Linked DNA regions of Zea mays: all the other regions are linked to region 1. Evidence: chromatin contacts called from public Hi-C data. All regions are on one chromosome and are shown on one strand. Each heading gives the region's core, a stretch centred on a gene start, on an enhancer-like site or on the middle of the called end of the contact. The rest is flanking DNA. Distances are from core to core; before and after follow the strand shown. Region 1 has its middle 18 kb from the start of LOC100283450. Region 2 holds the start of LOC100285140 (RING-H2 finger protein ATL1I). Region 3 has its middle 18 kb from the start of LOC100285140.

The links. A called contact is a pair of places that touch in the nucleus more often than the background predicts.
Region 2: a Hi-C map of leaf shows a contact between it and region 1, with 3 times the contacts expected there. The contact joins the promoter of LOC100285140 here to the enhancer-like site in region 1. A contact is called at or near these places in 2 of 25 Hi-C or Micro-C datasets (leaf and tassel).
Region 3: a Hi-C map of ear shows a contact between it and region 1, with 2.7 times the contacts expected there. The contact joins two enhancer-like sites. A contact is called at or near these places in 2 of 25 Hi-C or Micro-C datasets (ear and tassel).

The regions. Positions count from the first base shown.
Region 1 is chr7:110,024,302-110,028,631 of Zm-B73-REFERENCE-NAM-5.0, reverse strand. No RefSeq gene overlaps it. Among protein-coding and RNA genes, the nearest start is that of LOC100283450, 18 kb to the left of the region's middle. Within about 2 kb of position 2,576, at least 19 of the 20 cell types and tissues checked have an H3K27ac peak or open chromatin away from gene starts, as enhancers often do. A contact at or near this core is called in ear, leaf and tassel, where this site is marked.
Region 2 is chr7:109,586,388-109,590,717 of Zm-B73-REFERENCE-NAM-5.0, reverse strand. It overlaps LOC100285140 (RING-H2 finger protein ATL1I), which reads left to right and starts at 2,304. Exons shown (of 1, transcript NM_001158034.2): 1 at 2,304-3,025. The coding sequence starts at 2,407. The coding sequence ends at 2,856.
Region 3 is chr7:109,604,138-109,608,467 of Zm-B73-REFERENCE-NAM-5.0, reverse strand. No RefSeq gene overlaps it. Among protein-coding and RNA genes, the nearest start is that of LOC100285140, 18 kb to the right of the region's middle. Within about 2 kb of position 2,112, at least 11 of the 20 cell types and tissues checked have an H3K27ac peak or open chromatin away from gene starts, as enhancers often do. A contact at or near this core is called in ear and tassel, where this site is marked.

The DNA of each region.
Region 1 (4,330 bases), core at 1,327-3,826:
TGGAAGAGGAATTAGTTCCGTAATCTGAAGGTCCTCCTGAACGTGCTCCAGTGGGCTACGTGGCTAACTGGGATATCCTTGTAGAAGAGCCTGACTCTCCTCTTGAATGCAAGCCCCGGTGCATTTAACCAATTCCTTGTGTTTTCAAAGCTTTTTATCATTTATATGATGCATTAGTGATAGGAGTTGTGTGATAAAACACTTGCTGCATTTTCTTTTCCTTGGAATATTTATTACCATCCTTAACACCTGTTTTACAAAGTTTAGAAATGCTTAGCTAGGCTTATAGAGTAGGAACAAAAATGTTTTTGATCTATTACTCATGTTTTTTACAAAATAAAAGGGCTTCAAATGATGAAGGCATCAAAAGGCCTTGATGAATTCATCATTTAAGCACTGTATCTCTGACAAGTACAAGTTTTGAGAAATAGTGTAAAATGAGACCAGACGTTGAGCTAGAAAGGTCGCCCGTCTGTGTTGATTAAGGACCACAACAAAAGTAGGCTTCTTGATCTAGGACCTTTTAGCTGGCCACATGCCTCGTCATGGTAACCCTTGCCTCGGCCGGACCAATACTAGAAAGGATGACCACGCAATGGGAGTGGAGAGATGGCGAGAGTACGTGTGCCCACCTAGCAAGAGGCTGGATGGTGGGGTATTGTTCTCTCGGTTGGTGTGAACCTATATTGGTCTTCAGAAACCCAAGTACAGGTTGACTTATGCAAGGGTTAAGTGCTACATATGTCGTGTGGTTGGAGATCCCTAGCTAGGTATTAATCGATTCAGATCATCGTTACTTCTCGTATATGAAGATTAGATTACTGCCCTACATCGTAGTAACAAGTATAACAAGATTTTTATTTAAAAAGGATCTAGATTAGGCCAAGTGAATGAGCTAGATTAGGCTAATCTAGAGAAAGGTAATAACTTAACTTGGAAAGTAAAATTTTGGCTTAAGGATCAAGTAATAGTAAGCTTTTACACAAAACTAGAGTCTTTGAACATTGATGACCTTTACCATGATTCCAAATCAATTAGCATCCCTTGAGAGTCTTTTCTTTAGTCGGATAAGTCTTGCTGAGTAATTGTGTACTCAGAGTTTTATTCCCTATGTTATTGCAGGAGAGAGTTTGCATATACCCTACTTCTGTTAGGCTCACTTTGGTGACCTTTTAATTATTCTTAGCTTATGTAATAAGTAGCACTTTGATACTATCCGGGTATGTAATAAGCACTACTTTGTACTTTTGTAAACTTAACTTTGCTAATGTTTATTATTTTATTATAAATATTTCTGCTCAATCTCCTATGTTAATGTTTATGTTTCCAAATGTATGATTATTGTAATGTTCTCAATCACGGGTGAATGATCTTTGGGAAAAGATTGAATGAGTTCATCAAAACTCGGCACCCCGAGTAAGTTATCTGGTATACTTACATATCCATTTGAGGCCTTAAGGGCAAATATTGGTGTATGTGGTCCCGATAACTTGGTTGGGTTGTGATAGCTCGCCATCGATCCAACGAAAATAGAGTGAGGGATAGTCAGAGATGGGCACACCAAGACCCTGACGTACGAAATGTTAAGGGCCTTGCCAGCTCATGTTCGAGTCCTAGGAGAGTCTACTCATGGTTTATCGTGGAGAGAGACAACAAGCCCTTGGTTTCGGTCGAACGGTATCGACAATTATATAAGTCGGCACCCAAGAGTATGATGACGGCCCACAGCGAACCCCAAGCTTTGATCCTGCTGAAGGAACTAGGGCCTCAATTAGATTACTCGTTTGTAACTCACCGAGCACCATTGCTAGCCCATCGAGGAAAGTGTGGTTTTGTTCACCTCCCTCCATCCTTGCGATGGGGATGTGCGAAGGAGAGTAAAACTAAAAAGACAGGACAGACCTCCTAAACAGACTACACTGAGTAGGGGCTCGAGTACTGTAAAGCCCAAAATTGGTAAAATAATAATAATAATAATAAAACAAAGAAATAATAATATCTATGATAGAGATTCTAGAATTTTTGAAGCCTTTGGAAATTAGTAGGCAATTCCTGTTCATAATCAATTAAAAATATTAAAATAATCATATGAAAGAGTGGGCATCTCATACTTATGAATTTGTGGTAATACATTTTATTGCAATAAGGAATCCTAATTTAAACTTGACCTCAAATTATAAATGAAAATATAAAATAGAAAATGAGAAAGAAAAAAAATTATGGAACCATTTATTCCTTTGGTAAATAAATGACAAGGAAAATAAATAATAATATGATAAACAGTAGAGTTTAAATTCCCATTAGGGATATGTTTGATTTTTGGAAATTTGAAATCCAAAAAAATTAGAAATTGACTTTGGTTTGAACACTTGAAATTTGGAATTCGAAAACAAAGCAGAAAATTTATAAAAGAAAAGAAAAAGGGCTCCCTATACCTACCTGGGCCGATTTTCCTCCGTCCTCGGCCCATTCTCCCTTTTCTCAGCCCATCAATCCGCCTGCGCTTGCCTGTGGTGCTGACATACGGGCTCGGCGCGTCAGCCGCCCCAGCCTTGGCAACACGCTAGCTGGTGCGATGCCACTTACGTGTGGGGCCCGCATGTCTGTGACTCCTGGGCACGCCTAGCTTCGATCTCTGTTGACTGGGTCCCGCTTGTCAGCTGCCAAACCTCATCAGGTGCTCGTGTCCGCGTCGCCCGCATTGGTGAGCACCATAACCGCCGCTCTGCAGCTCCCGCGGGCGCAACCACTGGGGCAGAATTCGCGTGCAGTCGGACGCCGCAGGATAAGTGGGCAGGCCTATTCCTTTCCCCTCAGCTCGCATGTACCACTACGCAGAGAGACTTCGAGGATCTGAGTGTAGGCGCCGCCATCGCTGCGCTCCGAAATACGTCGTGACCGCGACCTCGTGACCAGCTGTCGGCGTTCGCCGTTGCGCACCGTGCAGATTTGTACCGGGTGTGGGGCGCGGATTCGGTGCATCGAAAGTTAATTCCTCGCTGGCATCGGGGCGGTTCTTCGTTCGCGCGTGCACCGTCGCTGCTTGCACCGTATTTCTGTGACGACTTCGAAGGTCTGAGTAGCTTTGTTGGATGATTAACTACTTTTAGGCCATATGGTGGGCCATAGTCATTAGCTGTCATTAGCTGTCATAGTGGCTTATAAGCCGTGTCTGTAACAGAATCAGGGATTGGAGAAATAACAGAAGGAAAAACAGAATCACACCTTGCGTCAGTTTCTATTTCCCCACCGTGATTCCCTTCCGGTTCTTCTGCTGTCTCACGTCTCGGCGTTTGGGGTGCGCCGGTGGCCAAGGGTCAGTACAATTGGTATCAGATTCAGTTTTCTTCGGCCGCGCTTCTTCTTCTCACGTGCTTCTCCAACGTCGACTTGTTGTGCGCTGCGTCGACTGTGGACTGATCGTCATCACGGCTCCACCACCGCGTCCATCGGTCCAGACCTCATTTGTGCTGGAGGCGATGGCGGCTGCTGAGAAGGCTGGAGCAGTGAAGTGGGATCAAGTGTTGAGCACCCTGGATACAATCGTGCAGAGGATCGAATCGGTGGAGCGCGCTCAACAGCAGTTGGCGGGACAACAGTCGTTGGCGAATTCGGTGGCTGAGCAAGCGGCGCGCGCTCGTGATGAGATGGCACGCCAGATTGCCGAGACAGGCAAGCGGGTGGCTTCGTTTACATTGGAGCAGATGGCGGCTGGCATGGAACAGTTTGGGGATGGATCTCCTGCGTCGCCTTCGACTTCACCTGTGTTTGCTTCTGATCTGAGGCGTGATGTTCCTCCTAGGGGACATCGTGCTCCACACGATCGTGGTGGTCATCGTCGTCGGCATGGGGAGCGCGGTGGCCGTCATGAACCAGATGGGCATCAGGAATTTGGCGAGGCACCTCCTCCGTTCATGAAGTTTTCCTTTCCCAAGTTTGGTGGTGAATCTCCTTCGATTTGGCTGGACAAGTGCCATGATTATTTTCAGATGTATCAGGTATCCCGCTCTATCTGGGTAATGGCTGCTTCCATGCATATGGAAGGGAAGGCAGCCAAGTGGCTTCAGGTCTTTAAACTTCATCATGCTTTGGGGAATTGGGAGCACTTTTCTTCTGCTGTGTTGGATCAATTTGGATTGTATGAATATCCTAAAGCTATGGATGATCTGTTGAATTTGAGACAGACTGGCTCTCTTGAGGAATATGTTTCAGTATTTGATGATTTGCGTTACAGTACTGCTGTCCATAATCCTCAGCTGGATGAGATTTTCTTTGTCGCTCAGTTTGTTAAAGGCTTGAAGCGCGAGATTCAAGGTCCTGTGCGTTGTCA
Region 2 (4,330 bases), core at 1,055-3,554, 440 kb after region 1:
ACGGTCCGTGTGTATCTGTTAGGGTTTGCATGGAATATGGTGCCTGGCACGTATTTCGGCGATTCAGTTCGAAAAACGGGTCCGACTGTTGCAGGCCTAGACGGTTCGGCTGTAGGCAGAAGGTTGTGGTTGTTCGGGATATGAGTTCATTAGCATCTCATAAGCGTCTAAGATTGGTCGTGCCAATTCGTAGCCGATGAATTATGCATATTTTCCTTGGTTCCATCCTCGTGTGTGGGAAAATTAGCAACAACAGATTTTTCAAATGCACGCGCTAGCCTTTTGTAATCATCTTGCATACCCTCTATTATTTGTTGCATGTGTTGTCGTTGTTCATCTATGTAAGATCTAAGAGCTTGGAATTCGTTTGTCTCATTTACCTAAGGGGTAGTTACAGCGGGTAGGAGCGAAATCAGATCAGTCGCTTGTTGTAAGATCTAAACATGTGTTGACGCCGATCTGGACGCCAATCACTGCGAGGTGCACCGGTAGTGGTGCTCTCTACGGCATCGAGGACGGTCTGTGGCATAGTGTTGGACGGTCTGTGACCTATAGCAAGCTGAGTCTTCTCTGCGCCAAGCTGGTAGGCCTGCGCCTAGTGACCGGACGATCCGCGTGTGCGCAGAGTCGGCAACGTTCGTCAACAGCACCTAGATCTGACCCCGTCAGGGAGGAGAGATCTTAGGATTTGTCTTGGAATCGGCAGACCACCCAAGACGCCTCTAGACGATGTAGAGTTAAAGAGAGGTGAAGATTTAGATGAAGAAGACTAAGTTATTGTCTACTCCTAAGGCAAAAAGTAAAGGAACATATGATATATTGATTTGGTTTGATTGCTGATTGATTCAATCAGTCATACCCCATCAAATATATAAGGGGAGGTGTGGACCCGCTTCTAGGCGTCCTCCAACAACTCTCACGAGTTTAGAGGGATAAACATGCGCGGAGATAGAAGCTTAATTCACATGTTCTGATCTAATCGTAGACTGTCCGGGCCTAAGGCAGGCCGGTCCACTCGGGCATGCCCAGTGCCACAAACAGTGCTCAACAGCTTCCTCAACATAAACGATGGTACTCCCTCCGTTTTTAAATATATGACGCCGTTGATTTTTAAAAAAAAACTTTGACCACTTGTCTTATTCGAAAATATAAAATTTCAAGTCACGCTTAAATTACCTCAAGTGATAAAACAAATTATAGCAAAATAAACAATATTTCACATTTTTGTTGAATAAGACGAGCTGTCAAAGTTTTTTAAAAATATTTAAGAATGGAGGTAGTATTTTTTTCTATAAAATAGGTCACGAAAAAAGTTTAGATAGTCTGACTACAAAAAATGAATCTAGAATTCTATTCTTCTCGAGTGCTTCAGTTGATTCATAGGGACCCTGAGACTTTTTTGTCCCGTGGACCAAACAAAACACTCGGAAATTCTAGATAGGAAATTCTAGATAGTGTAAATAAAGTCCACGAGGCTTGTGCATACACAAAACCCAATCAAGATCAAGAGAAAGGTGCGTGGTTAGCATTGCGAGCAACCGCTGCCGCTATCTGTAGGATTCGTTCTGGAAGACAAGACCACCCCTGCTGCTGCGTATGCGTATCCGGCAGCATCACGGTTTGTTGCGGGTTTCCGCATACAGATAAACCAGCAGGTTGCCATCAGCATTGCCATCAACTCCATGCAGATTTCGGGCGCTCCATTCACACAGACGGTGCCGGCACGGGGGAGAGAGAGAGAGAGATAGAGAGAGGGAAGGTCCAGATGTCCAGACGGCGACGGCTCCTTATCCTCTCCAGGTCCGGGCGGGGGCAGGCCTTTCTCTTCGCTGAAACGGCCATGGGCGGTGCCGTTGTGCTGCTGTGCCATCTTTGCAGGACCGTACCCGAGACGAGCGCGAAAGCGTTTTTTGTAATCTCGTGCGACAAGTGGCTGAAAGCCTGAAACTTCAAACTGATCGCACGTCGATCTGCTGCTGTTGTAATATTTCTGCACGCAATAGGACGTACAGTATATTCTTATTTTTTTTAGCTGAGAAAAATGGAAGTGGATACTCTCCTCTGTTTGCGTTGCACCATCTCTCTGCTGCTTTTTTTCTTCACGAGAAAAAAGGATCCGGCGCGTCATCTCCAGACCAAATAGAGATGCAGTAGTTTCCTACAAAAAGCCCAACAAAGTAACAAACCGAAGGGTGCAGTATCTAGACAGCCCATTTTTAGCCCAACTAACAGATTTCACGCTGCGGCGGCCTTGTCACACACACACACGGCCTCTAAAAGTCCAAGCCACAAAAGCTCCAGCCAGCCCAAAGGACACATGCATGGCGCCAGGCGCTAGCGCTGCGCACCGGAGCAGCGGCCACACCGCCTCGCCCTCCCTCCACCGGCACGGCGGCACCTGCGACCATGATCAACAACTCCTCATCACCACCACCGTCACCCGCGCAGCCTCCGACTCCCATCGACCCGTGGGGCGATACATTTCTCTCCCGCCTCTCCGCCGTCGTCCTCCTCCTCGCCTACTCCTCCTGCGCCGCCGTCTGCCTCTACCACACCGCGCGCTTCCTCCTCCAATGCCTCGAGCGCCGCCGCGCCGCGCGGGAGGCGCAGGATCCTAAGCCCCCCTCCCAAGCCGTGGACGGCGCCGGCGCCGGCGCCGTGTGGGCGGAGGCCGACTGCGCCATCTGCCTGTCCGAGCTCGACCCGGAGGGCGGCGAGCGCGTTCGCGTGCTCCCGGCGTGCGGCCACGCATACCACGACGCCTGCGTGCAAGCCTGGCTCGCCACGCGCGCGTCCTGCCCCACCTGCCGCGCGCCCTCCCGGTCCCGGCCGTCACGGACGACCAGAGCGCCGTAGCCAAGCCGGATCAGCAGGCAGCCTACAGCTGCGGTGCTGCCTGACGGCTCTGTCTATGACACGTACAAGAAGCGGCGCCATATAGTTCCGTGGTGTTTGTTTGACTATAGCGGATACAAATGCAAAGTTAACTGCGACTAGTAGACTAGTTCATGTGGAATTAGAGCTCTCATCGATCACTGGCTAGAAGGGTGACTGCACAATCTTGTTTGGTTATACCATTACTTACATGTTTAGATCAGTCGACCAAGATATGACTTGGAACTTGGAAGTGGAGGAGAGGAATGATCAAAACAGGTAGCTGGAGTGGATTTTTATTTGTGCTCAACCTACGTGAGAGAACTTGTTTTTGTAGAATACAAGGAAAATGGACCGAGTTCCATTTGATAATTAAGTTTTGATGTTTGATAATTAATAAAATTAGTTTGACAATCATTATTTGCTACTACCTATGAATATAGTTCAAATGATGTAACATGGATTTGGACCAAGGCAAAGTGACCATCGAGAAGATAGACACATCAAAAAAAAGTCATTAGAAGATTCATTGAAGAAGACATAAAGATCATGCAAGAGTTCAAGGTACAAGATACAAGAAACCAAAACGAAAAGACACTAAGAAACACAGGAAAAACAGGCTATTATGGAGCATCGGACGTTTTCGTTTAAACACCAAATAAAACACGAGCACGAGAACTTAGAAGAGGATAATTATTTTCAAATTTTGAATTTAAAGTGTGTGGTGCATTCATCTTTTGAGCATCTCTTTTGTTTGATAAAGCATTTCAAAAGAAGTTTACTTTGGTACCTTAATTGTTTCTTTTATGTGAAAATTATTTTTATTAAGTTTTGGGGTCTACCCTAAAAAGTATTATTCCCCAAAGGAGTATTTTTGTTCCAAGATTATTGTGGTTAAGCAAATTATCTAAGTGTATAATTATATCTCCTTGTATTGAAATAAAAGAAAAATAATTAGAAAATCCTGAGAAAAAGAAAAAGGAAATCTTCTCCCCAGCCTCGGCCCACACTTGCTTTCGGCAAGCCGGCTCGCCAGCGCCGCCCCCTCCCATCCCTTTCCCCTCTCCCTCTCTCTCTCTCTTTCTCTCTCTCTCTCTCTCTCTCTCTCTCTCTCTCTCTCTCTCTCTCTCTCTCTCTCTCTCTCTCTCTCTCTCTCTCTCTCTGAAAGTCAGTCCCCACGTGTTAGCCCCTTTCCTTTCTTCCTCCTCGCGCCCGCGCTAGGAGCTCGTCGTTGCCATGCCGCCCGTGTCAAGCCGCCTCCGCCCATGAATATTTAGAGTGATTTCACGTGTAACTCATGCAACAAGTGGAAGTGAAAATGAAAGAAACAATGGTATCTTATGGATTCTATGGTCTAAATATTTTTTAGAATTATATATGGATATATGTTGTGCTTCCATAAAATTTTGTGAATTTCTGAGTCTATTTGTGTGTTATTATTATTTTCTTCAAAAAA
Region 3 (4,330 bases), core at 863-3,362, 420 kb after region 1:
AAATAAAAAAATTAATCGTGTCGGGCTGGGCTAGCACCGCACGACGCTCGTGCCGGGTTGGCCCAGACACTATTAAATGGGTCGTGCGTCGGACCGGTTCACCAGACACGGTCCATCTGGCCTCTATACCTCCGCACGATAATGATAATTCTCGCCTCAGTTGCCACTACCTCGTTCGTCATTCTACTTCTTTTCTATCTCCCCTCATGTCTCCACCTCCGCACCACCCCATTCTCGGCAGAGGTCGTAGGAGCATGCATCTCCTCCCTGTATTCGTTGGACACCAGCCTCGACACCGACTCGCGCAGTGGCTATTGCACGACCACGAGAACGTTTCACATCATGCGCGCACCATCGTTTTCGCCGTCGTGGGACGTCTCGTTCGTCTTCTCGGCCTTCGCCCTATTATTCCTTCCCAACCTACTGCCCCCGCCCATGGTCGCAGCTGCGAGCCGACCGACGCTCGTCGACGCGGTTATGGGGTGAGTCGGTCATGCTCCTGGCCTTTCTCCGTGCGTGCCATCGGGAGGGCATGGTGGCGCCTGCCATGCTTAGGTTATCTTGGCGATGAGAAGTCCATGTCTGAGATATTGGACAACCAAGGCCCGTAGCGTGGCAGCAGTCGGCATATGCTACGGAGTTGGTGGTGGTGTTGTGTCGCTTCGGCGAGTCCAAGGCTGGGAAGACACTTGCATTTCTCACCCTTCTTGGATTGACGCATGGTGCGGGTGCCCCTCGGTTTGGAGCTGCTCCGGCTGGGCTTCTTTCTCCGCTTACGTGCTCTCTCCCTATATATCTAGCGGTATACTATCTATGTCGGCTCTAGATGCCCAGGTCTTCGTCGTGTCCTTCTCCGGTAACGAACAGGTATGTCCGTCTCTTCCCTTCCCCTCGTGCTCTACGAAACATTGGAAGTGGAGGAGACAAGGGACGGTGGTCTCTGATTTGCTGTCTATGGTACCCGTAAAAATATTATGTGAAGAGCGGAGACAATCAATAAAAAATCTTGAGATTTTTTATGGATAATTTATGTGTATATTGTTGTGAGCCATCGCAACGCACAGGTAACCGACTGGTAATATATATACTGCTGCCACATACATCGAAGCGATTACTCAATTTCAGCGAAAATGACATAATGATGAAATAGCTGAAACAAGACAAGCAGGTAAACTAACAGCTGAAAGCTATTTGGCGCCTGTTTCCCAATCGACATCAACAAGCTGGAACCCTGCATACACTACACAGCAAAACTACCTTTCACACACATGAGGATAAAAAAAAACATCAGCACGCAATGCAGGCCAAGGGAGATCTTTCATGCGTCTCACCTTGACAATTTCCAACTAGCAGGACCAGTAGTTAAGTATTTTAATCAGATTGTTAACTAGAAGTTTGTTGCACACCTGGCCTACTTGTGCATATGGCGCCATAGGTAGACACATACGTACACAAAATCCAATTTAGTTAGGCACTAAAGCTTCTCATCTGTTTGTTCCCGTGTACTTGCATGCTTGTCTTGTGACAAGAAGAGAGAAAACAAATAGATCCCGCAAGGCGGCAAGGTGCAAGGAAGCAGCTAGCCTTAGTGGTGGATTGCCACACAGCATCAGTCTTGTGTGGTTTGTGGTTGGGCCTTGTCTCATTAGCCGACATAGATCCTGCCTGCCTAAGTGCAGTTGTCCCAGGACGGAGCCAAGGATTGCCCCCCTCTCATGTGGGCAATCATGGGGAGCAAGCCGCAGACACACAAGGGTTGGAAAGCATGCGGGAGAGCCGAGAGTGTGTGCTTACCAGCAAGCACGAAACGCATCATTGGGAAGACCAGCAAAGAAAAGAGAGAAAGGCTTCGAACAAAGCCATGACTGCATGAGTAGCTGTTGCTTGCTCCACCTCTCCTCTAGCTACCTCACGCCTCACATGCATGTGTGACGAACAACAAGCAATCTCTGAGACAAAAGTTGCATCTCAATCGATGTGTGTCGTCCATTATTCAGACTTTGACTAGATTTTATTTGTGTGTCTCCCGGATATATAGATGGACAATGCGGCAGCAGAGCCTGCGGGCACTTTCTAGCCGGCCTACTACTGCGTGCACGCAGTTGCAAGGAAGATGGCTTTTGCAATGCAATCTGTCCCCATACTATTCATATCCGTCCGGCCATGTGTAGCATCGTAATGATGGGGGCGAGGGGAATCGTCGTTTCAGGAGGCATGGGAAAAGGAGGCTGCTGTGTTGGAACACTAGTTCTTGTTGTCGTCTCTCGCTGCCGCAGCGCCTTTTTAGCGGTGACGGCCCCGGAAAATGGCAAGCAAGTCTGCTCTCATGGAGGAGGAGTGGCCATCAGAGCGTTTGACTGGGGAGTCACTTTTCCACAGCTTTTGTAAACACACAAGTCGAGTAACCATACGCCGAGAATCCGAGACCTTCTTGAAGAACGTCATCAAACTGCTAGGCTAAAGTGTGGCATTTTTTGGCTCATGCATGTATACCTCAACGTCTAGAAATTAAGTTATTAGTTTCCACTGCTCATCACAACTGTTGTATACACTCGTTCTGACCTACAAAGGAATCGAATGTAATCCTACTGCATTATTAAATTATAATATCTTGAGCTTGACCAAATTTATATAAAAATCATTGGATTGATCATGAAATATATTTTCATAATATACCTATGCATGTGATATTATTGTAAACTTTTGGATTTTGGGAACTTAACTCAGTGGAGACATTAGAGAAATATAAATGCATCATTACTCCGAGTCATTTTATTGGAAGCTTTCGCTGTAGAGCAGCAGCTGTTGCTATAGCCGCGTTTTTTTCTCCCACGCCCCTCTCAGCAGATTACTTTAGTTGCGGATCTGGTGGAGCAAAAACCCGCCCGCAACCTCACCCGTGAAGCCTACCTAAACTCGTCCGCAACTGCGGGCGTAATTTCAAACCCACACCCGAACCCGTCGGGTTTCGGGTCACCCGAAGGTTTTTACTTTGCGTACACTTTTGAACAATAATTCAGCTATAAGCAAATTAGCACCGATAATAATTAATTTATATCTATGAATTTTAAGTTTTCTCACGTTTGAGCAACAACAAAACATTTTATGAATATCCAAGTTACTTATTAAAAATAATTACTATTATATCTTAAATATTTTTACGCAAAAGAATGAACAAAATTTTGGGTCGGGTGCGGGTTGCATCCACAGGTCAAAATCTCCACCCATACCCGCACCCATCGGGTTGGGTACCCGTCGGGTTTCAGGTTTACGAGTTAAATTGTCATCCCTGCCCATGCCCTTGTGGCTACAAGGGCTACCTCGACGCCTCTCTTGTGTTGCTGCACAAATCTTGATATAATATCTATCATCTACTCTGAGTTTTTCGGTCCACCTGTCTCTTTTCTGCACGAATCTCAACACAAAATGTATGGCTAGGGTAATCCCTATGTGCACAAGGGTAAGTAAAAATCCACTATCATCTGTGTGTTCTTTGGGAGGACCTGTCAAGGCGGCTTTGCATCATGATCCTCTTCAGGAGCCTTCCACCTAAAAATTTCTTCTTGTTTACATGCAAGTCATTTGTCTTTTACGCGTGCGTTACAAAGCCATAAATTTTGTTACGCGGATGATTCGCTTATGCTGGCGCCGATTTGAGCGTCAATTACTGCAAGGTGTACCGACGGTGGTGCTCTATGTGACAGCACATACGGTTCGTGGCATAGGGTCCGCGTGTGTGCAGAGGCGGCGGCGAGCCAGATGGTCCGCGTGTGTGCAGAGGCGGCGGCGTTGGCCAACCTGGATCTGACCCCCGGAAGGGACCCCGTCAAGGAGCAGAGATCCTATGGTTTGTCTTGGGATCGGCAGGCCACCCAAGATGCCTCCAGACGACGTATAGTCGAAGAGAGGTGAAGAAGGCTAAGTTGTTGTCTACTCTTAGGGAAAAAAAGTAAAGGAATGGAAGATATGTTGATTTTGTTCGATTGTTGATTAATTCAATCGATCCTACTCCTTCAAATATATAAGGGATAGGTTTGGACTCGTTCCTAGGCGTCCTCCAACAACTCCCACGAGTTTGGAGAGATAAACATGCATGGAGATAGGAGCTTAATTCGCTTGTTCTGATCTAATCGTAGACTGTCCGTGCCTAAGGGTGCACTATCCGTAGGCCGGACCGTCCAGTCGTGCCCAGTGCCACAAACGGTGCTCAACACATGCCCCTGCCTTTTGGCGAAGCTGAGCGAACCAAAAGCACTGGTGCAAGTTGGGAACAACTCGATGTGACAACAACGGTTTACTAAGCATCTTGCCACATAATAGGATGATATTG